Linked DNA regions of Sus scrofa: region 2 is linked to region 1. Evidence: chromatin contacts called from public HiChIP or PLAC-seq data. All regions are on one chromosome and are shown on one strand. The core of a region is the stretch at or near the end of the contact, and the rest is flanking DNA. Distances in the headings are between cores, read along the strand shown. Region 1 holds the start of VCPKMT (protein-lysine methyltransferase METTL21D). Region 2 holds the start of L2HGDH (L-2-hydroxyglutarate dehydrogenase, mitochondrial).

Evidence for each region. HiChIP or PLAC-seq counts read pairs in DNA pulled down with a chosen protein or histone mark.
Region 2: an H3K27ac HiChIP or PLAC-seq map of skeletal muscle shows a contact between it and region 1. The contact joins the promoter of L2HGDH here to the promoter of VCPKMT in region 1. A contact is called at or near these places in 4 of 47 Hi-C or Micro-C datasets (alveolar macrophages, embryonic fibroblasts, liver and 1 more) and 2 of 2 datasets of contacts at active chromatin or transcription factors (alveolar macrophages and skeletal muscle).

Annotation. Positions count from the first base shown.
Region 1 is chr1:179,904,631-179,910,238 of Sscrofa11.1, reverse strand. VCPKMT (protein-lysine methyltransferase METTL21D) reads left to right here and starts at 2,800. Exons shown (of 6, transcript XM_021101519.1): 1 at 2,800-3,556; 2 at 3,654-3,764; 3 at 3,936-4,008; 4 at 5,279-5,398. The coding sequence starts at 3,291. It overlaps SOS2 (son of sevenless homolog 2), which reads left to right. Exons shown (of 23, transcript XM_021101439.1): 23 at 934-2,661. The coding sequence ends at 1,443.
Region 2 is chr1:180,067,612-180,073,652 of Sscrofa11.1, reverse strand. L2HGDH (L-2-hydroxyglutarate dehydrogenase, mitochondrial) reads left to right here and starts at 4,485. Exons shown (of 10, transcript XM_001926818.5): 1 at 4,485-4,727. The coding sequence starts at 4,588. It overlaps ATP5S (ATP synthase subunit s, mitochondrial), which reads right to left and starts at 4,496. Exons shown (of 5, transcript XM_013993389.2): 1 at 4,346-4,496. The coding sequence starts at 4,481.

The DNA.
Region 1 (5,608 bases), core at 1,551-4,050:
GCAGTGCAGGATCCGAGCCATGTCTGTGACCTACACCACAGCTCATGGCAGTGCCAGATCTTTAACCCACTGAATGAGGCCTCATGGTTACTAGTCGGATTCGTTTCCACTGAGCCACCATGGGAATTCCTGCATTTGTAACAAGTTCCCTTCTAGTGCTGATGCTGTTGATCCCTGGATCATATCATATTTTAAGAACTCCCACTTTGGAGTTCCTGTCATGGCTCAGTGGTTAACAAACCTGACTAGGAACCATGAGGTTGTGAGTTGGATCCCTGGCCTTGCTCAGTGGGTTAAGGATCCGGCATTGCCATGAGCTGTGGTATAGGTTGCAGACGCAGCTCTCAAATCCCGCATTGCTATGGATGTGGCATAGGCCAGTGGCTGCAGCTCTGATTGGACCCCTAGCCTGGTAACCTCCATATGCTGCGAGTACAGCCATAAAAAGAAAAAAAGAAAAACAACTAAAAAACTCCCACTTTCAGCCTCACTGAGGATAGTAGAAGTCAGTGACCAAAAACTAGAATTTGGTATATTAAGATATTTTTGATATACCAAATAAGGTATATTTGGATACATATTAAGTCCTCTTGATATCATGTCCTTTCATGTCTAAAAAGCTATGTATTCTTTTCACTCACTTGCCCATTATTATAATTAAAATACATAAACTTATAAACTGTGTATGCAAAACAAGGTAATCTGAGGCTTTATGTTCTAAGATTTCAATTAAAACATCTCATATATAAAAATAGTAAACTGAGCCTTGAGTGAGGCTGGGAGTAATTTATTCATAAATCTGAACATTAAACCAGATTAATGTATTTTGGACTTTCTAGATTTAACTTGCAAGAATTTTTCAATCTTTTTAAGACTTTTTCTCACAAATTTTTCAGGAGAACAGAAGTATAATTTAATATTTTTGTTTTTGAGGGAAATATGAAATCCGATGATGACCCCCCTGCTATTCCGCCAAGACAACCTCCTCCTCCAAAGGTAAAACCCAGAGTTCCTGCTCCTACTGGTGTGTTTGACGGACCTCTGCCTAGTCCACCTCTACCACCGCCAAGAGATCCTCTTCCTGATACCCCTCCACCGGTTCCCCTTCGGCCTCCAGAACACTTTATAAACTGTCCATTCACTCTCCAGCCACCTCCACTGGGACATCTTCACAGAGATCCAGACTGGTTCAGAGATGTTAGTATGTGTCCAAATTCTCCAAACACTCCTCCAAGCACACCATCTCCAAGAGTACCACGTCGATGCTATGTGCTCAGTTCTAGTCAAAATAATCTCGCTCATCCTCAAGCCCCCCCCATTCCACCAAGGCAGAATTCAAGCCCTCACCTACCAAAACTGCCACCAAAGACTTATAAACGGGAGCTTTCGCACCCCCCATTGTATAGACTGCCTTTGCTAGAAAATGCAGAAACTCCTCAATGACCTTAGCCATATGTAGTCATTGACACTGGAATGGTATTTGTAAAGTTTTTTTTTAATTTATTCAAAAATGCATAGTATTTTAGTACTTTTTAAAAATAATGCTCTTACAAAAATGCTACTGATCAAATAAGCTTTTAAAAATTGGAAAAATGAAAATACAGAAGTCCTTTACCATTATCCTCAGGTGATCAGTAGCATTGCCTTGTCTTAGATCCTCAGTGCTGCCAAAAGGCCAGTATAAAGAAATTATATTTGCACTGTAGACTCTGCTAAAATATGGTTTAAAGTGATAATTGATTGCACTGAAAGGGGATAGTGCATTTGTGGAATTTTTCAAATTTGAGTAATAGATGACTTTTTAAGGCAGTGAATTTACACACGTATGGGGGGGGTGAGTGATACTGATTTTTTAAGCCTCTTTGACCATCTTCTAGTTTTTACATCTAGTTTTTACATTTAGGAAAATTGTGAATAACACCCACTGTTCTTAAACTCTTTAATGCCATGTCTTAAATGCCAGAATTTGCTGCTGAAGACAAAAATGAAAAAGAGAATGAAAATAATAGAATGCACTGTGTTTATTATTTTGTCAAAATGTAAACAGACTACCTAACCCAATCATAGAGGGAAAAAGGGCATATATCTTATACAGATGTGCCTTTTTGTTTTTGCAGACTATGATGTCTTTAGCTAACGAGTTGCCTATTGTTTTGGGATGTAAAGTTAATATGCCATATATGTACAGTTTTGTTTATATTGTATATTTAAAGACAGTGCTAATAATGTATATAAGTTTATGTGACTTAAGGCCTATAATACAATCTGCTACTTTACTAATTCATGAATTCAGAGGACAAGTTTCTTATGGCCTAGGAACCAACTGCATTGCCTTGAAAACCTAATAACTTTCCCTGTAAATCCTGTGTTAATAAAATTTTTTAAAATATTTTTTTAGATTGGTAATATTTAAACCAGCATATACTTAAAGCTTTATTAAACTTTTTAATCAGAAAAGTGAGTAAAACTTTTATTTGCCATTTGATTTGGACTCCTTCCCTCAAAGTGATGAAAAAGTGTGTTTTGCTCTCAGTGCCACAGCAGCAGTTGTAAAGTAGTCAGAAGCCACGTTGTTTATTTACTGGTCAGTGGCCTTTTACTGTGCTTTGTATCAGAGTTTCTAACAAGATTAATAAATCACCCAAGTCTTAATTTTTTAAAGACTTTTAAAATATGTGTTTTCATTATATGGAACAAGGGGGTAAGATTGTTGAGTTCTGTAGAAATAAATTATTTTCCCTATTTTGTGCAATTAAAATTCCATAATCCTAAAGAATTCAAGTGATGTAAACTTTGGAGGGATAACTTTACCTTCACTGTTACTGCATTCAGATGAAAAATTAGCATGTTAGAAAATCTTATCCTCCTAAATTTAAAATTAGTAGGATGATAGCTATCCTCGGTAGAATCTTGGAAGCTGCCTGGATTTAAGGCCGGCAAATGCTGTGTGAATCAGTCTCCAACCAGGTAAAAATACTCAGGTTGGCTTTTTTTTTTTTAAGAGCAGATTATAATACTAGCTTTGTCCGGAAAATTGATCTAAACTGTCAGTTCTTGAAGCCAGACTTGAAATTTTGGGAAGAACGTGTCAGTTCCGCTCCTAGGGGAAGCCCTGGCCACGGGGTAGGCACTTTGGTGGAGCCTTGCCTTCCGGGCTCTCTGCCTTCGCGCATGCGCTCTGGCGCCAACACCTCCGCCAGGAGAAGCGGGGCCCCAAGCCAGTCGAGGAGCGGGGCTGTGCGCATGGTTGTGATGTCACTGTGTGCGCCACATCTTGTTGCCAGGCAGCGATGGCGGCTACTCTGGAGTCATCCGAGGAGGACACGCTGCTGAACTTTGTGCGAGTTTTGGAGAAGCGAGATGGCACGGTGTTACGACTGCAGCAGTATGGCTCCGGCGGCGTGGGTTGCGTTGTTTGGGACGCTGCCATTGTCCTTTCTAAATACCTGGAAACGCCCGGGTTTTCCGGCGATGGGGCCCACACTCTGAGCCAGCGGTCGGTGCTGGAGCTGGGCTCTGGCACCGGGGCGGTGGGGCTCATGGCTGCTACCCTCGGGTAAGAGCTGGCGGGAAGGGACGGCGCTTTGTTGGAGAAACCGCCATTACCGGCTTCCCAACCTTGTGCCTCTACCTCAATCAATGTTATTTTATAGGGCAGATGTCATAGTCACCGATCTTGAGGAATTGCAGGACTTACTGAAGATGAATATTAATATGAACAAGCATCTTGTCACTGGTTCTATTCAAGCCAAGGTACTGAAATGGTTTGTATGGCCTTTAAGCTTTTTTTAGATAACGATTTGTAGTTTGCTTTAAATTGTGTTTCACTGTAAGTACGGTTAATTCGAAGGGAATTTTCTGGGTCTTGTTTATAAAACAAGAATATTTTAAGTTATTAAAGCAACAGTGAAAAATATTTGGTTGACATTTTTAAGGGGGGAAGAAATAGAAGACTTTCCTTCTCCACCAGACTACATACTGATGGCTGACTGCATATACTACGAAGAGGTGAGTAATGAGTGAAATTTCTTCGTTTAGAGGTTGCATACACCGTTTTCCATGGGTTCTAAAGCACACATGTCTAAGCATTTTTACATCTTTTAATGCAAATTTATTCTGTAATTGATGATACAGTAAAGAGAAAATAAAAGTCACCACGGACTACAACTTACACACTCATGATTTTAACATAGAGGCCCATGAAGCATTTTGAGAAAAGTGTTATATGCATTTTACTAGAGGCTTCTATAAAATTTTTAAAGGATTTTGCCTTTTGGATCTCCTATGTAAGGCTAAGATTTTTTATTGTTATTTTTTTTTATTTAGCTATTCCAAGTAAATTTAATATGACATTAGTGATTTTAACTGTTAAGTTGTATTGTAAAGAATTCATTGTTCTGTGGCAAAATTTATTACATTTATAGGATTTTTTTTTAAATATCAGTTTGTGTATATTGTAGACATCACTCATTTTTTAAGTAATGGGCATTGAGCCAACTTATGTTCAAATTAGGGTCAGAATTATAGGGAAATTATTGATTGTTAAATTAAAGAAAAAATTTTTTGTTTTGTTTTTAGTGGCCCCACCTGCACCATATTGAAGTTCCCAGGCTAGGAGTCAAACTGGGGATGCAGCTGCCAACCTACACCACAGGCACAGCAGTGCCAGATCCGAGCCATATCTTTGATCTGCGCCATAGCTTGTGACAATGCCGGATTCTTAACCTACTGAGTGAGGCCAGGGGTTGAACCCACATCCTCACAGAGACAATATCAGGTCCTTAACCTGCTGAGCCACAAAGGGAACTCTAGTAAATACAGTTTTTAAGAGTGCAATTAGGAGTTCCCATCACGGCTCAGTGGTTAACGAACCCCACTAGTATTCATGAGGATGCAGGTTCTATCCCTGGCCTTGCTCAGTGAGTTAAGGATCTGGTGTTGCCGGGAGCTGTGGTGTAGGTTGCAGACAAGGCTCAGATCCTGAGTTGCTGTGGCTGTGGTGTGGGTCGGCAGCTACAGCTCAGATTTGACTCCCAGCCTGGGAGCCTCTATATGCCGCACAAAGACAAAAAAAAAAAAAAAAAAACTGTACAGTTAATTCCATTTGTTTATCCATGGGTACTCCAAAATTCAGTCACTTGCATCCTTTCTCTGAAAACTGAAATTGATACAATTGGATAAATTGTAGAGGAGTTATAATTACCCCTCCACTTCCCCTACCCCTTTTAAAGTAATATAAATTTTTAAAAGTCATAAATATTACATTCCTTTTGAGCAGTCTTTGGAGCCACTTGTGAAAACCCTAAAAGATCTCAGTGGATCCGATACTTGTATTATATGTTGTTACGAACAACGAACAATGGGAAAAAATCCAGAAATTGAGAAAAAGTATTTTGAGGTGAGTATTCTACTAGTTCTATCTTTGTAGCGATTACCCTTCAGAGAGGTTATATGTGATTTTGTGTTCAGGTATATTGTGGTAATTTTGAGTAGGGTTCATACTGTTTGTATGAACCCAATGAGAGGATTCTTCATAGCACATTGTTCTAATAACCCTCCCTCCCCATTTCTCACCTTTTCTGACCTTTTATTTTTCTTTTCTAATTTG
Region 2 (6,041 bases), core at 3,236-5,735, 160 kb before region 1:
ATAGACCAGAAAAGAACTTAGACTACCTAGCCCAAACCTCTCATTTAGAGATGAGGAAACTGAAGCCCTGATATTAAGTAACTTGCTGACACCCTAAATCCTTTCTGGAACAAGGTGGGGGTATTAATAAACACGTGTTTAAAAGGACTTGCCCAATGTTTCACAGCTAATTGTTAGCAGTGCTGAAAGTTGAACCTAGTTTTCTCTCTTACTAGTCCAGGGCTCTCTCATTCATTGGATGGTTCTAGAACACAGGAAAAAGGAGGACCAGAAGGAAATCTGAGTGGGAACATCCCTAGAGCTGAGGAAGTGCCTAAGGATGTGGAACGGTGAGCTGAGGTCTTAGGACAGAACCCTGGAGTCATCTACTAGTCTCGTCATCCCTTTTCCACTATCACTCTGCCTCCATTACTGCAAATGTCTCCCCCTGCTATGTCCTCCCATGTTCTCAGCCCTTTCCAGCTTTTTGTTAAATCTCTCTCCAGCTGTGCCCACCTCAGTACTCCACTGGCTGCCAACTTTATTTCCAAATCTGGGCTTTCCGGCTTCAACTCAGGCTGTTCTCCCCATTTACTGCCCCTCCCTGCCCTCTGAATCCTGTGGAAATCCTCCTCAACCTCAAGACCTGACTCAAATGCCAGCTCCATCACCTATTCATTCATGCAATACATATTTACTGAATGCCTGCTACACTTAGTGCAAGAGATTCAATGGTGAGACAAAAACAAAACAACAGAAGACAGAAAGACATGTTTTCTGTCCTCAGAGAATATACAGTATATGTACTATATGTGTATAGATGACATAAAAACAAATAACATGGAATAAGATGTCAATGGACATGTGGACAAGTTCTGTGAGAACCTAGAAAAAGAAAAGAGGGGAAGGCTTTACGCTAGAGATGTCTTTTGAGATTGGTCTCAAAGGATGATTAAGAGTTTCCAGTTAGGCAGAAGAAAGGAAAGTATGCAGAGCAAAAGAAGAGCAAGAACCACATCTTATTTCCATTTTCCTTATCACCTAGCACACTGCTATCCCCTAATGCAAGTTTAATAAATGCTTGGCAATTAATAACCTTCAGTGATTGATATATTTTCAGGCAGAGAGATAAAGCCAGAGAATGGTCATTAAGCAGGTAAATTAGAGTGGTCTGTGAAAACTGAAGTACCTGATTCATTTTGGCCCATATTCAGAGACCAGATATGGTCTCTAAAAAATTTGATATTATATTTAAATATGAAGATTAAGTTTTTACTTGGAAATAACTGAAAAAAACTAAATGGTAGGTTTTTGCTTCTCAACTGTGTCTCTGTTAAGTGATACCAGGAATTTCAGATGAATTCAAGCAGCTGCCTCTGGGAATGCTTTGTACCCGGAAAGAGGAGACCTCTGGTGGTGAGTTGGTGAATTTTGCTCTAATGAATCAAAAGACGCCAGTTAAAAGCAAGTTAAAAAATAACCACTAAAATTAAACTGCTGTGATAAATAATTCAGGAATTAAAATTATTTTAAAAAGTTTTATTACTATCATAACACAGCTTAGAGCCATAAGTTTGTAACATATGTTCCTAAAAGATGCTATTATGTTTATGACTGAGAGAAGGCCAGACCTCTAATCTATGACTCAAAATAGGTTATGTACAAAGTGTTTCTGAGTATGTTTGAGAGTCCCCCATTTGCATAAAACCAAAATCTTTTTTTAAAGTGGAGGTTCTTTTTTTTTTTTTTTTAACATATTAAATGTAATTAGTTGGGCTATTTTAGTGGTGAAAAGGTGGAACTGGTCAATTTGTTCTTGACCGCAGTAAAAGTGTGGCAAGAGGGGTGGGGTAGTATCAGAATTGGGGAGTTCCCCCCCGAAAATTATAACTCCACTTCACTGCAAATTATCTATTGTTGATGCCAATTCTTATTCCTAAAGTGTGTAGAATCTACTAAAATAGAACAACAGAGCAATTCATTAGGAGTTAGAAGCAAAAGTCCCCAAAGCAACTCCTAGGCCAATCTTGCTTGACACTCATTGAACTAACTTCTTGTTGGTTCTGACCTACATGGAAGGTGAGCATGAATTCTTACTGAGAAGAGTGTTGACTGGGATACAAATGTCTCTAGCCAAAGACATTACAGGGTGAATGAATATAAGGTGAGCTTGTGATTTGAGTTATCTAAATAAAACAAATTAATGTACAGTCAAACCTAGGGGAGAGGTAAGCAGAGAAAATTTTATAAAAAGAACATACGTATTTTGAATTATTTCACTTTGCTAATCTATGAAGCACATGCTAAAAATCACAGAGTAATAAAGTCACTACTGTGGGGTGACCCATGAAAGCCTGACCACAGACCCTCAAATTGTATACTTCAAAATCAACTACATCCTGTGCAATGGTTAAAATTAAAAATAGTGAAAGTACTGAAAGCTGGTGACACTGAGGAGAAACTGGATTACTCAATATTGCTGCTGGAAATGTAAAATGGTACAGCCGCTTTGGAAAAGTTTGGCAGTTTCTCACAAAACTAAACATGTGCTCATCATATGACCCAGTAATTAGACTCTTGGGCATTTATCCCAGAGATACAAAAAACAGGCTCACAGAAAAAGCTGTACACTAATTTTCACAGCAGCTTTATTCGAAATAGCTAAAAACTAGAAAGAGCTCACATGTGGTGAGCTTCAATGGGTGAACTGAAAAAGAGCTTCAATGGGTGAATGGTTAAACATGCTGTGTTATGTCCATACCATGAACTACTACTCAGTAATAAAGAATAAACTATCAATACATGCAACAATTTGGATGGAACTCAAGGGATTACACCGAGTGAAAAAGCCAATTCCAGAAAATTACATACTATATAATTCCATTTATTATAACATTCCTGACATAACAAAACTTTAGAGGGAGAAGAGAAAGGGGAAGAGGGTGTCCCGCCAGCAGAGGGATCCTGGTGGTGATGGCACTGTGCTACAGCTTGACTTGTGGATACAAGAATCTACATACATATGCCATAGAAGTATTCAGAACTACATACATACATGTAAAACGAGGGGTACCTGAATAAGATCCATGGCCTGTGTCGATGTCATTTTCCTGGTTGTGATATTGTATGATCATTTTAGAAGATGTTATCACTTGACTGTTTCTTACAACTACATGGGAATCTACAATTAGCTCAAAATGAAAAATCGAACTAAAAACTATTTCTTTTTTTTTCATTTGTGATGAACGAGCAGGTAACATTCCACAATGTCTTCACAAATAAAGAAAATATGTACAACTGTCCAGGTGATAAAACCATTTAAACATAACAAAAGCCATCATTTTATTGAACACTTTTCTGTGCTAAACATCTGATAAGCCTTATATCATATAATCTGCAAAAAAAGCCCTATGAGGGAGAACTCCTAGTTCACAGAGGAGGTTCTGAGGCGAAGAGGTGAAATGACTTCCCCAAGCTACCTGATTAATAAGTGGAGCCAAATTCAGAGAGGTATCAAGCCCTTCCAGCAATAAGGCTACATCATTCTATTTTCGTTCCCTTCAGCTGTCCTGACCCTAAAGATTAAAAACTTCCATCAAGCATAGGGAGCATAGCGATAAACAGGCATAGCGATACAGAATCACGTAGTTTTACAAAGGTCTTTCAAAGATCACATAGTCCACTTCCTTCATTTTACAGATAAACAGATCTGAAGTGACCTGCACAGGTGAGTCGCTATTCTTAGCCCCGCACAGCATATTTAAAACTGTATCTCGGTCCAGGATTTAAGAAAAGGAAACAGATTGCTAAATAATTATAGAGACCAAGCCCTCTGGTTCACCAAGCCTCTTAATATTTAAAGGACCAATAAATGACTGAAAGAATGACGCGCTAGGAGGCCCATATATAGAAGTCCAGGAAACTGCAGGCTAACAGGCGTTGCCATGACAGACCCTCGGTTCGAATGAAGCTAGGGCGGGGCAGCGAGCGCCCCTACGTGGGTGGGAGACTGCGGTGCCCAGCAAAGGGCCTTGAGTGACGTGGAGAGGGGTTGAGAGGGGGTGGGGCCTCCGGTGCGGGGCGGGGCCTTGAGTGACGCGGGGCTGGGCTTCGAGAGTCGCAGACAGAGGGAGGTTGAGAAGGCGGGGCCTAGAAAAGGGAGGTTGTTGGGCCTGCCCAAACCAAAATTTTTTCCATAATCATCCCCCGACTTTCTCTCGCGGCCCCGAGTCCACTCGGCAGCGAAGTCGAGGACGCGAGAGTCGGCACGCCAGATTTTCAGTCTGCCCAGCTAGGGCAGAAGGGAAAAGGCAGAGCGTAACCACCCCCTAGTCCCGCCCCGCTCGGGGACTAGCTCCTTACTCACAGCGTCGAAGGGAGGGAGGGAGCGAGTGAGCGTCCCTGGCGTCTACGGTAGCGCCGGCCTGCCCTTCGCCCTTTGCCGCGCGCGCCCATTGGCCATTAATGGCGGCTCCCACGTGAGGCAAAGGCGCGCCTCTCATTGGCCCCTGCGCAAGAGGCGGGGCTAGACAGCACTGGGACTTGGGCAGTGCTGGGATCCAGGGCCGCTTCTGGGGCTTGAGGCAGGGTAGGAGTGGGGCACCGGTGATGGTGCCGGCGCTGCGTTACCTGGGCAGCGTCTACGGACGTGCCCGCGGGGCTTTCTCCGGAGGCTTCCTCGCTGCTGGCGCGCCCGCGCCAGGGAACCTCTGGCTGTTGTGCCAAGGTGGCCGCAGAGCCAGCACCAGGTGAGTAGCCGCTGGCCCGCCCCCGCCGCTTGCGCTGCTTCTCTCAGAAGTGCCTGGTGCTGGACCTCTGCCCTTGCTCTGTTTCCCTGTCCTAGGCGCGAGAGAAGGTCGAGATCTTGTGCAGCCCGGGCTCCAACCTCTGATCCCAGGAGCTACCTGCTGGAATCGTTCGTAGTGTCTGTGAGGAAAAGAGTAAGAAAGGCAGTGTTGAGTAGAGGTCAAGAATACTTGAGGCTTTGAATACAAATCCACCACCTCCTAGTCCACTCTGGGAGGGTTACTTAAGCTCCTTAAAGGCTCAGCTGTGAATAGGATCCTAGTCTATTGCGTAGGTGGTCGTTTGCGGGATTAAAGGACCTAGCACACTGTAAACAATCAAATAGGCTGTTTATTCGCTGGCCTCCATGGTTTTACTTGGAAGGTCTGAAACCGGTCTTAAATCAGTTCTTGGCACACACATGCTGCATAGAGTTGCCCCTGTGAGAAGCAGCTCAGTTAGTTGCTAGGCAAACCCTGCAGAATTCAGCATCCTGTGATTCGAAGTTTGGAGACTTTCTCTGCTATCTGTAGAGGGAATGGTTTATGCGAAGGTTTCAAAGCTGGAAAGTTCTTGGTTGTTGAGAGAACTAGAATGTGAGCAAGATCAGTGTGACTGGAGCTTAGAGGAACAGAGACCGTGTGGAGAGGGGCTGCACCACAGCAGGGTTTTTGTGTTAACTATGTATGAAACCTTGTTCTAAGACCGCTAGGAGTCTTTTAGAGGATTTCTAAGAAGTGATTAAATGTTGATGTTTCAAAAGTTGACTCTGGCTGCTATGTATTAGTAGATTGGAGAGGGGTTAGAGTGGAATAGGATTTAGTGATTCATCGTGTGGGTATGTAGACAGTTCTTTTAGGAACTTTTTCTTAAGAGAAGAAAAGTAAGGTGAGTGAAGTTTCATTTATACTTTTTATTTTGAGGTAATTAAAGATCCATAGGAAGTTTAAAAAGAGCAGAGAGTACTCATGTAGCCTTTTTCACCCAATTTACCCCAATAATAACATCTTACATAACTGTAATACAGTATCAAAACTAGGAAATTGACGTTGGTACAATCCATAGACCTTGTTCAGATTTCATCATTTAAATGCACTCATTTGTGTATTTGTGTGTGTTTCTATGCAGTTTAATCACATGTGTTAATTTGGGTAACTGCCACCACAATTAAGAAACAAATGTTCCATCAGTACAGAGATTTTGTTACCCACCCCTTTGTGTTCACACCTCATCTCTCCACCTTTTCTCACCATTGGCAACCACAAATTTTTAGCTCT